2 separate regions of the Mus musculus genome follow, and region 1 is linked to region 2. A link is a contact called in public HiChIP or PLAC-seq data. All regions are on one chromosome and are shown on one strand. The core of a region is the stretch at or near the end of the contact, and the rest is flanking DNA. Distances in the headings are between cores, read along the strand shown. Region 1 overlaps Rad50 (RAD50 double strand break repair protein). Region 2 holds the start of Il4 (interleukin 4).

Region 1 (5,534 bases), core at 279-2,778, 38 kb before region 2:
TGATGGATTAAAGGCCTGTACCCCGTACCTAGGCTCATTTCTGCTTAATTGGGTAATCTTAATATTTCAGTTGATTTTCTTGAATGTTTAGGTATCCAGTCAAACCTTACCTGCAGAAACTGTGGCAGGTGCCATTGCTGCCTGTCACTTCAGTCCTTTCTCTTTCCTGTCTTACAAGCTTCAGCGCCTTTCCTGGTTATTGTGGGAAGGGTGTTTATGTCTGTGTTAGATTGTTTTTGCTGTTGCTATAGATGCCCGACTGAGACATTTTATGAAAGAAAAGACATTTTCTTCCATTTGTCATATACTTGTGATTTTTACCAAAACTCTGTGCTAGTGCAGCAAATGTTCCTTTTATAGTCACTGGCTCGTCAGTTTTTCTTTAGTCTGATATGCAGTGTTACCTTGGACAACTCTCTTCCTGCTGTACTGTTCTTGCTTTCTAAGGATAACTACTACTCAGTAAGCCGAGATAGGGGGCTGGGGTGGGGTAGACGGCGTGCTTGCCTGAGGTGTGCTTATCCTGGTTTCCATGTACAGCAGGAAAGGCTGGCTCCACAGGCACGTGTTCTATTCAGTGCCCTTATGACTAAACGCATTTAGGATACCTCTCTCATCACAGGAAAAACAAGCCCAAAAGTGTTTGCTGTTTTCAGTTTCTCCTGCTTTCTACTGCTTTGTATACCCAGAAGGTAGACATGCTTGGAAGATTTGACAATACTCTTGTCTGTTCACTCCCTTAAAAACAGACAACAACAAAACTACCATAATCAAAGCTGCTAGTTTCCTAGCCACTTTCTGTATCTCAGGCAAATTTTATAGGATCTGTTTTCGTAGTAATTGGAGATTGGAGAGATGTTATGTGACTTGGAGCACAGCTTGTCTTTCAGAAGGTGAAGCTACGTCAGTGGCTGCTTCTTTAGATGGCCTACTGCAGTCACCTTGGTCATCCCCAGTGGTTACGCACTGTGCTGCTAACTCCCAGAGAGACCCAACTTCAGCTGCCCGGCCAGCCGACCGACCAACTGTAGCAGTCGTCATTTCTGTGACACCCTGAGCCTTTCTGTACGAGGCTCCCTCTGCTCTGACTCTCTACCCTACTTGGTGTGTGTTCTCCATTCACAAGCTTATTTATGTTAGTTACCAACCAGAGGAAAAAAATAACATTTTAAAAGGCCATTTATAAAATTAGGATCCTAGCATATAAAGCTTTGGAAAAGTAATCTTCACATATGATTGGTTCTCGAAACATTCTGTGAAATACTTTTTGTTACCATTTTCCCTTTTTAAGAAAATAATAGCTGGTTTGTCTACACTTTATGAAAGAAGCATAAAGTATCAGGCAGAGATGAGCGTGGGTTAGAAAATGGAGACCTGGTGAAGCAGAGAGGCTTCTCCAGGCTTACTGTTTCAGCAGCCTGCATCTGATACTTAGACGTATTTATGTTGAGTCATTTCTTTCTCTTTGGCTGGTGACCAGAAGATCACGGAATGATTGTACAGAGGCAGCGGCATTACGTTTAGTTTCTTTTTTTGTATATATCAGATAAGAGGCCAGCAAATGGAAGGGAGTCCGCGCACATCCTTTGCATGGTGATAGCTGTGAAACTTGCCTTCCTACCACTGGAGTGACTTTGTTAGTCCTGTCTCCTGAGAGCTGAGGTAGCTAGGGCAGGCATGGTGTTCAGGTTTAACAGGAAGCTTTGGCTTTCACAAGCATTTCTTCTTTCAGTGTCTAGAGACTACTGCTTTAAAAGAGAATTGAAGTAAGGGTAGGCCTGTGGAGGTTAGTGCACACTGGTACTAGCCCTGGTGACTGATGAGAGAGTCAGGCTTCTAAGTCAAGGCCTCCTTTTGAGCCACAGATGCCTTCGGGTTGGTAAAATTCACAGATCTAAAAAATAAAAGGTAGAAGGGGCTGGCTTTTGATGAACCTTAGCAATTCTAGAAAAACTGGCCACGGTGCATGGTGGCACACACCTTTAGTCCCAACACTCATGAATCAGAATCAGGTGGATCTCTGAGTTCAAGGCCAGCTTGATCTAGAGGACAGCCTGTAGAGACCCTTGTCTCAAAGAGAAATAAAAATTCTAGAATGGCCAGACAGCAGTTCCAGAGACTTTACTTTGTTCTGCGACAAGAACCTCTGGCTAGCTACACCCTCAGCCTTAGCACATAGGTCTGCCCGCAACAGGCCTCTTGCCAGTTCTGGAGAGGCTGCCCCCCAATCCCTCTCCATTGTGATCTTAGGGCCTAGGAAAGAAGTCTGTTAAAGATTTATTTTCTAAAAGGTTCTGGGGATTTGTTTTTAGACAGGGTTTCACTGTATAGCTTTAGGGAATTTACTGTGTAGACCAGGCTGGCCTCTGCCTCCTGAGTGCAGGATTAAAGGTGTGTATGTGTGTGTACCACCACACTCAACCCTTGCAGCTTCTGAGTACTTTAAGAAGTCCTTGGATGCCAGAGGAAAAGACGGAGATGCGTGACAACTTGGGGCCTGGCAGTTCTCAATACCAGGGAAATGGCACTGCTTGGTCCTGTTTAACTTTTTTCTAGACCTTTCCATAGTCTACTTTTCTAATTAAAAGTACTAGGGGTCTGGAGAGATGGTTTTGCGGTTAAGAGCACCAACTGCTCTTCCAAAGGTCCTGAGTTCAAATCCCAGCAAACACATGGTGGCTCACAACCATCCTAACAAGATCTGACGCCCTCTTCTGGAGTGTGTGAAGACAGCTACAGTGTACTTACATATAATAAATAAATAAATCTTTAAAAAAAAAAGTACTAGGGCAGTGATATTATTATCATTATTAGTATACATATTCATATATAATTTAGCATATACTACTACATAGTTATGTCTTTCATATAAATAGTACATATTGTATTAAGTAAAACTGACTTCCTTTTTCCAGAGCAATTATGAAATTTCACAGTATGAAAATGGAAGAAATCAACAAAATTATTCGTGATCTTTGGCGGAGTACCTATCGTGGGCAAGGTAACTAACATGGTGTGTCTCAAATGCTTGTTCCAAAGCTCTGCCCACAGCCTCTCCTGTATGACCTTAGTTGCCAGCTTTGCCTTCTCAAACCCCTTCCTGAGCAAGTCTTTGAGAGTTTTCTAAGAATTCTTATCTTTGCAACATCTTACAACAAAATGAAAATGCAGTTTCTCTTCCAAAGCCCTGTACGACTCATATTGGCTGCAGCAGACACATTTAGCTGATGACATAATGGGTTCTGTGAAAGCGCAGATAGGGATAGGCCCAAGTGTGATAAGAAAAGTACCCAAAGGAAACTCTTAGAAAAGAGCTGGGCCCAGGCGGGGGTGGGCCATCCAGGCTGCATCTGGGCAGACCACATGATCTGAGTCTTCCTGGCCAGAGAGTTTGCAAGGCAGCCAGTGCTCCTAAGGACATCAGACTCACTGTCGTCCCAGGCTTCTATGACGATGTGTTTAAGTGACAAAGGTGTAGTGTAGGTTCTCTAAATTACTCTGCTTACTGTCTCAGATATTGAATACATAGAAATTCGATCTGATGCTGATGAAAATGTATCGGCTTCTGATAAAAGGCGAAATTACAACTACCGAGTGGTGATGCTGAAGGGGGACACAGCCTTGGACATGCGTGGACGATGCAGTGCTGGACAGAAGGCAGGTATCAGCAATCTAGGGAGCCATCTTAGCCTGGAAGATGGCCCTGATGTCACAGAAGTCTTAGAGGACCATTACATGAACGAGAAGCTCCTACAGCTTCCTGGCCACCTTGTGAGACAGACATGGCTACCATCAGTGCACCATCCTGGTGCCAGCCAACATGCCCTGTAGCCCTCTGAAGATCACTTTTAAGAAAAAAGGGTCAAGGGACTGGAGAGATGGCTCAGTGGTTAAGACCACTGGTTGTCCTTTCTTAGAGGTCCTAAGTTCAATTCCTAGCAACCACATGGTGGTTCACAACCTTCTACAATGGACTCTGATCCCCTCTTCTGTCATGCAGTCATACAGGAAGACGAACACTCATACATAAATATATTTAAAAGGAAAAGAGTCAAAGTTACTCAAACCCATTTTCACTTCACAGCATTCCTCAAAGTAAAGTCACTGTTTCATGGGCCCCAAAGATGCATTCTGGTATAACAATGGGCAGGAACATCTCAGAACCTCAGAAGTAATAGTAATTATACTGCCAATCATAAATAACACTAGTAGGGGGAAGGACGTGCCTAAGTTGGTAGAGTGCTTGACCAGCATGATCAGGCTTTGGGTTGACCCCACCACTCTCTAAACTTGGCTATAATCCCAGCACATGGAAGTAGAGACAAGAGAGAAGTTCACAGTTAGCCTGGGCTACAGAGTGAGTGAGCCCAGCCTGGGCTACAGAGGGCCATATTCAGATGAACAAACAACACAGCAAACTAGGAGACATTCTAATCTGTGTCACTGAGAATATAGCCCCTGCATGGGCCTTAAGCTCCATTTCCCCAGCACAGCTTTGGGCTGGGCCTCAGACCATTGAATAGAGAGATCTGCTGTCAGAGCTTTGGTATCATAGGGACTTTCTGCCCCTTACCACTTAAATAAGACACAGTGGCACTACATGAAGCTCCTGGAGGAGGGGTAGTATGTAGGTTTGGAGTACAGGGGAAGTCAGGATGAGAAATGATGTCTCAATAAGGCTAAAGCATGAGACCTGCATCCCAGGAGCACAGGAAGGTCATGAATGTTTGATTTCTGCTAACCATACACAGAGTGCGGATTCTGAGCTGTCATATTAAAGCAGATTTTCATAAAACTTCACAGGCTTAGGGAAGGATGTCACATTACTGGCATAATTATCCCCGTTACTGCCAACCCAGGCAGCTCACACCGATTTCAGGCAAATGAAGGTTACTGTCAAGACCATAGTCTGAAGAAATGACTGACTTGTAATCTATAAACAGGATCCCTGCCTGCTTTGTTTGCTGATGTCTAATGTTGACTATAAATGAGTTTGAAACATGGTTTGTGAACAAAAGTCAGTTTTCCTAGAGCTGCTCTTAAATTGAGAAAACTGGCAGTGCTTGCCTCCTGGTGTAAGGAGAGGTGTCGGATGGATGGTATAGAGGCTGTGGGCCAAGCTGCAGCGTCATGTGAGTGAGTAGTGGTAAACGGGCAGGAGTAGGGGTCAGAAGCAGGAAGGAAGTGTCTGCCCCTCCAAGGGACAGTAAGCTCCTGCACTCTGCTGACCTGCTCGGGGAGTCAGAGGGAAAGTGTGTACTGCCCTGCATTCAGCAGCCCAGAAATTCAGCAGGCAGTGAGGTTAGAGCTCACACAAGAGCACTATGCACTGCCCAGACAGTCTGGGTCCCTTTGCTGTGTCCCTCCAACCCTGAGAGGGCTGGGGCTGAATCTGAGGGTTTAATGTCTCATTTTTAATAACCATGAATGTATTTAGTAGGCTCCCTACAGATAGATGCAAATAGAGCCATATTCTAGTAACTCCAACATAGAATTTGTTCTCCCTCATTGACACAATTACACAAGCAGACACG
Region 2 (5,408 bases), core at 848-3,347:
AAAGCAAAATAATCAGATGTATAAAATTAATAATTCTAAAAAAAAAAAAAAGCCAAATTGAAACAAAGAATACTCCTCTACCTGTACAGCGAAGGATCAGCTTCAGAGCCAGAGAGATGCTCATCGGGGAGACGCTCGCTCACCATGTGGCTGAGTGGATCTGTAGGACATCACAGAAGTGGAAGAGGGAAACCAAGCCCAAGCCATAAGTAAATAACTCATTTATCTACTAATTTATTTTAGGTTTTCGAGACAGGGTTTCTCTGTACTCTGTGTAGCCCTGGCTGTCCTGAAACTCACTCTGTAGACCAGGCTGCTCTGAACTCAAGAGATCCCCCTGCCTCTGCCTCCCAGTGCTGGGATTAAAGGTGTGCGCCACCACTGCTCAGCTTAATCTTTTTTTTTTTTCTTGTAATGAACCCCTTTCACCCAAAGAGAGCTCAGGCCTTTACCCTGGCTCGTCGCCCAGGGGAACAGACTTGAAATTTGCCTCGTTGCTTATCATCAGTGGCTGGAAGGTAACAGTTTCCCAAGAATTGACTGTGTCCCTAGGCCTACAGAACATGACTGTGTCCAACTTTACAACAGTCACAGTTAATATATATATATTTGTAAGTGGGGTATGGTGGCTTATATCTGTAACTTCAACACTTGAGAGGTGGAGGCAGGAGAGTGACCATGAATCTGAGGGCAGCCTTACCTATATAAGTTCCTAGGTAGCTTTGACTTCAGAGTGAGACCCTTCAAATTTTTTTATTTTAAAAGTTAAAAAGAAAGAAAGAAAAAAAGAAAGAAAGAAAGAAAGAAAGAAAGAAAGAAAGAAAGAAAGAAAGAAAGAAAGGAGGAAGGAAGGAAAGAAGAAGGGAAGGAAGGCTTATATATTATAAACATCTTCAGTTTTTATTAATTAAATAACAGTAATGGAAAAATAATTTAACACACAATGACAACCTTAGCAACAACTATTTCTAGATGGTCTTCCAGAAATGAGAAGTCAGAATTGGAGGCAGGGACTTGGGGGATATGAAGAACCCTTTCTACTCTGTAAAACAGAGCTTCGCTTCCAAGCAGATGGCAGGGGTGCGGTGCTCACTGCTGGTGGGGGGCAATGAGTACCTCGACAGGGCCTGCATTCGTTAGATTAAGGCAGTGGGCTGGGGGCAGGGTGCTGACTGAGAGGGTGAGAGAGGGCTGTTTCCTGGTTAGTGAAGGATATGTTTTAAGTTCATTGAAAAGGCAGCCAGCCATTCTTGGGCCAATGAGATGGCTCAGGAGGGAAGGTGCTTGCCGCCAAGCTTGTGAGTCTGAGTTCAAGGATCCACACGGTGCAAAGAGAGACCCGGTCTCCTGACCTCCACACTGATGCTGTAGTGCACATAGATACACACATGCTCACATGAAGTAATTTAAAAAAATTTTTTTTTAAATCAGCCATTTCTCAGGCTTCTGTCTAAGGTAGGAAAAATCTTCAACCTAGCCCAGAACCTCCATATAGGTAAAGCCTCATTCCATGGTCCTGCCTGCCCCACTCCATGTCACCTCTCTGTCTCCAAAGACCACAAACTTGTAAGATCAGCTGGTCTAGGATGCGAGAAGGTCTGCCTCCATCATCCTTCTATGAGGTAAGACCCCAGAGTCAGCTTTCCCAAGATATCAGAGTTTCCAAGGGGCCCCCATAGCAGGAAGCAGCTAGGCCCAGGTGTGCTCAAGGCAGACTTTCTTGATATTACTCTGTCTTTCCCCAGGGCGACACCAGCACCCTCGGACACCTGTGACCTCTTCCTTCTCTGCAGGAGGAGAGCCAGTGGCAACCCTACGCTGATAAGATTAGTCTGAAAGGCCGATTATGGTGTAATTTCCTATGCTGAAACTTTGTAGATTTAAAAAAAAAGGGGGGGGAGGGGTGTTTCATTTTCCAATTGGTCTGATTTCACAGGAAAATTTACCTGTTTCTCTTTTTTCTCCTGGAAGAGAGGTGCTGATTGGCCCAGAATAACTGACAATCTGGTGTAATAAAATTTTCCAATGTAAACTCATTTTCCCTTGGTTTCAGCAACTTTAACTCTATATATAGAGAGACCTCTGCCAGCATTGCATTGTTAGCATCTCTTGATAAACTTAATTGTCTCTCGTCACTGACGGCACAGAGCTATTGATGGGTCTCAACCCCCAGCTAGTTGTCATCCTGCTCTTCTTTCTCGAATGTACCAGGAGCCATATCCACGGATGCGACAAAAATCACTTGAGAGAGATCATCGGCATTTTGAACGAGGTCACAGGAGAAGGGGTAAGTACCTATCTGGCACCATCTCTCCAGATACCCAGGTGATACTGCTGGGGCGATTCTAGGCTTGGAGAGCTGAGTTGCTAGAGAGGTGGACGGACGGCAGGTGGCTGAGGCAGGACTAGGGACAAAGCTCAAGAGACCCTGCTACTTCCACCTTGGAGGCAGAGGGAGTCTCCCGGGTGGGGGGTGGGAGGTGTAGCGATGCTTTCTCTGTCCTGCTTGGATTAACTTTTATCTTTTGCTCTGTCTGCATCAAGACGCCATGCACGGAGATGGATGTGCCAAACGTCCTCACAGCAACGAAGGTAAGTGGACCTGAGGGGTCTGCTGTGGCATATTCTGGAGGTGGGAGAGGAAGGTCTCACACACACACACACACACACACACACACACACACACACACACACACACGAATCTGAATGAGAAATGCCTGTGATAGAAACCCAGGAGGCCCAAAGGAGGTGCTTTTATCCTTTGTGGAGGCTGAGTTGCACTCCTCAGTTTCGGATTTCACTAGACTCAGAAGACAAGTCAGAGAAAGCCAGGATTTATTCATTGTAACTCAGATAAGAGTACAGATATCTAGAGTCCTACCTGGCCTTGCTTGATACGGTATCTAGATCTAGATCATAGGAGACACACAATTTGTGCTGTTGAGTGAGAAAATTCTCTCTCTCTCTCTCTCTCTCTCTCTCTCTCTCTCACTCTCAGGCCATGCATTTCTGAAAAAAAAAAAAAAACCCAAATACTCTCTCAAATACAGATATGAAGATTAGAGGTTGAGAAGGCTTTTGCTTTGTCTATGAGACTTCGTATGGTCCCTACAGGCCTCTTTCTGGTCACCTAACAGTCATCTGATGGTGGCCCACTGCAGGGCCTCCTCAGCTCACTCTGTTCCACCCCATTCCCCTAGCTATCCCCTAGCTGGGAGCTGTCCTCTGGCTGGAGTCTGACCATCCCTGCTTCTGCTTGGACATCTCTCTTCCCTTTCTGCCTGCTGCTCTGCCCTGCCCCCCGCCCCTCCATTTGTAGTGGGAGGGGACAGATGTGACAGGCTGATAGTGCATTTTCTCTGACAAACACATGACTTGGCTATGCTGTATCAATAGCTTTGTGCATTTCAGTTCCTGTTTTCATGGAAACACACCACTGAGAATGAAAGGCCCCAAAGTCTTGACTTACCAGTGGTCTCCAGACTGCCTGCTTTTCACATGAGGTCAGGAACAAAGACCTGTGGGGTGGTTGGGGTGACAGACCTGTACCCAAGCCATGGATAGGATTCATCCTGCTTCACCAGAGATCTGTCCTCCCGGCTCGATCCGGATGGTCCCATTCTATTCAAGATTACTCCAGGAGTCTGATGCAGAATGAGTTTCTGAAGGACAGATGTACATGTATGTATATATGTGTACATTCATATGGATATATGTGTCTACATATGTGTCTGTCTCTTTCTCTATCTATCAATATATATCTATCTCACTGTTTTCTACAGATGCAAACTTAAGTATTTCCCAATTCTGAGTCCTACCAGAAACTGAGTCTACTGTCCTGCCCTAGCAAACGCCAGGGCAGGGACCAGCTCTTGAGGACTGGGACCAGAGGAATTGTGGGGTCTGGGTGTGAGAGCCTTTGCTTTTGGCTGCAATTCTGCCGTTCACTAACAGAATGGCCCTTGGTAGGTCTTCATAAACGTTGGAGGTCCGGTGTTTACTTTTGGGGATACAAAGGTTGATTCTGAGGTCATATGAGGGCAGCTGTAAGAATTTAACTGAAAGTGTCTGTGGACGGCTCTAGGACTCGGACCAAAGGCACAGCCTGGCTTCTGAGATGCAATGAGTCTGAGGAAGGGCCGTCAGCCAGGCAAGCCTACAGGGCTCCAAGTCTGGGTCCCCTCCTTGGAGGCTGTTCTGGAAGACTGCATGCACCCACTCCCACCCCTTAGCTCTCATGCTGGCTTTCCTCTTACCCACTCCCACCCCCTAGCTCTCATGGCGGCTTTCCTCTTTCCCACTCCCACCCCTTAACTCTCATGGCGGCTTTCCTCTTACCCACTCCCACCCCTTAGCTCTCATGCTGGCTTTCCTCTTACCCACTCCCACCCCTTAGCTCTCATGGCGGCTTTCCTCTTACCCAATCTGCCCCAGCGTTTACATGAGCTTGAAAAAGCCTTCCATGGCTTCCTTCACACTCGCCTGTTTTGTGGCTCTTCCCTGAGCTGCTTCAGTGCCTCCTGGGTAATTGATTTTCCGCTTCTCCCATTCGGTCTGTCTCTCAAACACTTTGCTTACCTTCACAATATGGCTTATTCACACCCCTCAAAAGTGATATGAGGGGGACTACTTCTTTAGGGTTCCCAAAAGACTACCTTTCCAAAATCTAGTTCCTTTACTTTAACTCTTTTGGGGATCAAAAGTCCCAGCATCTCCAAGTTGGGTAACCCTGTTGGTGTAAGGAGGAGTGTGATGAGGTGAATCTCGGGCATCACAGGCAATACCAGCCGGGATGCTGATGGCCGTTCAAGGATAAGCAAGTGGCAGGCACCAAGCTGGCTGTTCTGGGAAGAGTTTCTGGGGGTTCCATCGGCTGGCTTAGTTCCAATTTTAAAAAAGAGTGTTTAAGACTGAAGCCCTTGAGATACACTGTGTGTGTGGTGTGTGCGTGCGTGCGTGCGTGCGTGTGTGTGTTCATGCATCTGTGCTTGTTCACATGCATGCACATGCATGAATATGTGAATACACATGTGTTTGTGCACATAGTAGCACCTTCTATATTGCTGTCTCCTTCCTTCCTTCTTTCTCTCTCTCTGTCTCTCTCTCTCTCTCTGTCTCTCTCTCTCTCTGTCTCTCTCTCTCTCTCTGTCTCTCTCTCTCTCTCTCTCTTTTTCAAACACAGGCCCTAATTGGCCTGGAGCTTGGCAATAGGCCAAGCTGGCTGCCCAGGAAGCCTCCTGTCTCTCCGCCTCTCCTGTAAGGTACACAATCACATTCAGCTGGTTTTTTTAAGAAAACAAAAACCAAGCCGGTTCTAAGAATTGAACTCAGGTCTTCATGGTTGCAAGGCAAGCACTCTGGCCCCTGAGCCGTCTCCTCCGGCCCCACTTGGTTATTTATGACACAGT

Evidence for each region. HiChIP or PLAC-seq counts read pairs in DNA pulled down with a chosen protein or histone mark.
Region 1: a contact with region 2 is called in a BATF HiChIP or PLAC-seq map of CD8 T cells, with 12 read pairs. The contact joins the enhancer-like site here to the promoter of Il4 in region 2. A contact is called at or near these places in 3 of 15 datasets of contacts at CTCF or cohesin (CD8 T cells, the G1E-ER4 cell line and the NIH/3T3 cell line), 3 of 484 Hi-C or Micro-C datasets (cortical neurons, nephron progenitors and spermatogonial stem cells), 5 of 115 datasets of contacts at active chromatin or transcription factors (CD8 T cells, the HPC-7 cell line, the SCID.adh cell line and 1 more) and 3 of 9 other capture datasets (adipose tissue, liver and pancreatic islet).

What each region holds. Positions count from the first base shown.
Region 1 is chr11:53,653,000-53,658,533 of GRCm38.p6, reverse strand. Rad50 (RAD50 double strand break repair protein) reads left to right here. Exons shown (of 25, transcript NM_009012.2): 22 at 2,916-3,001; 23 at 3,515-3,657. Among named protein-coding and RNA genes, the nearest start is that of Il13, 21 kb to the right of the region's middle. Within about 2 kb of position 1,528, at least 49 of the 459 cell types and tissues checked have an H3K27ac peak or open chromatin away from gene starts, as enhancers often do. A contact at or near this core is called in CD8 T cells, the G1E-ER4 cell line, the HPC-7 cell line and 1 more, where this site is marked.
Region 2 is chr11:53,615,354-53,620,761 of GRCm38.p6, reverse strand. Il4 (interleukin 4) reads left to right here and starts at 2,097. Exons shown (of 4, transcript NM_021283.2): 1 at 2,097-2,287; 2 at 2,545-2,592. The coding sequence starts at 2,156.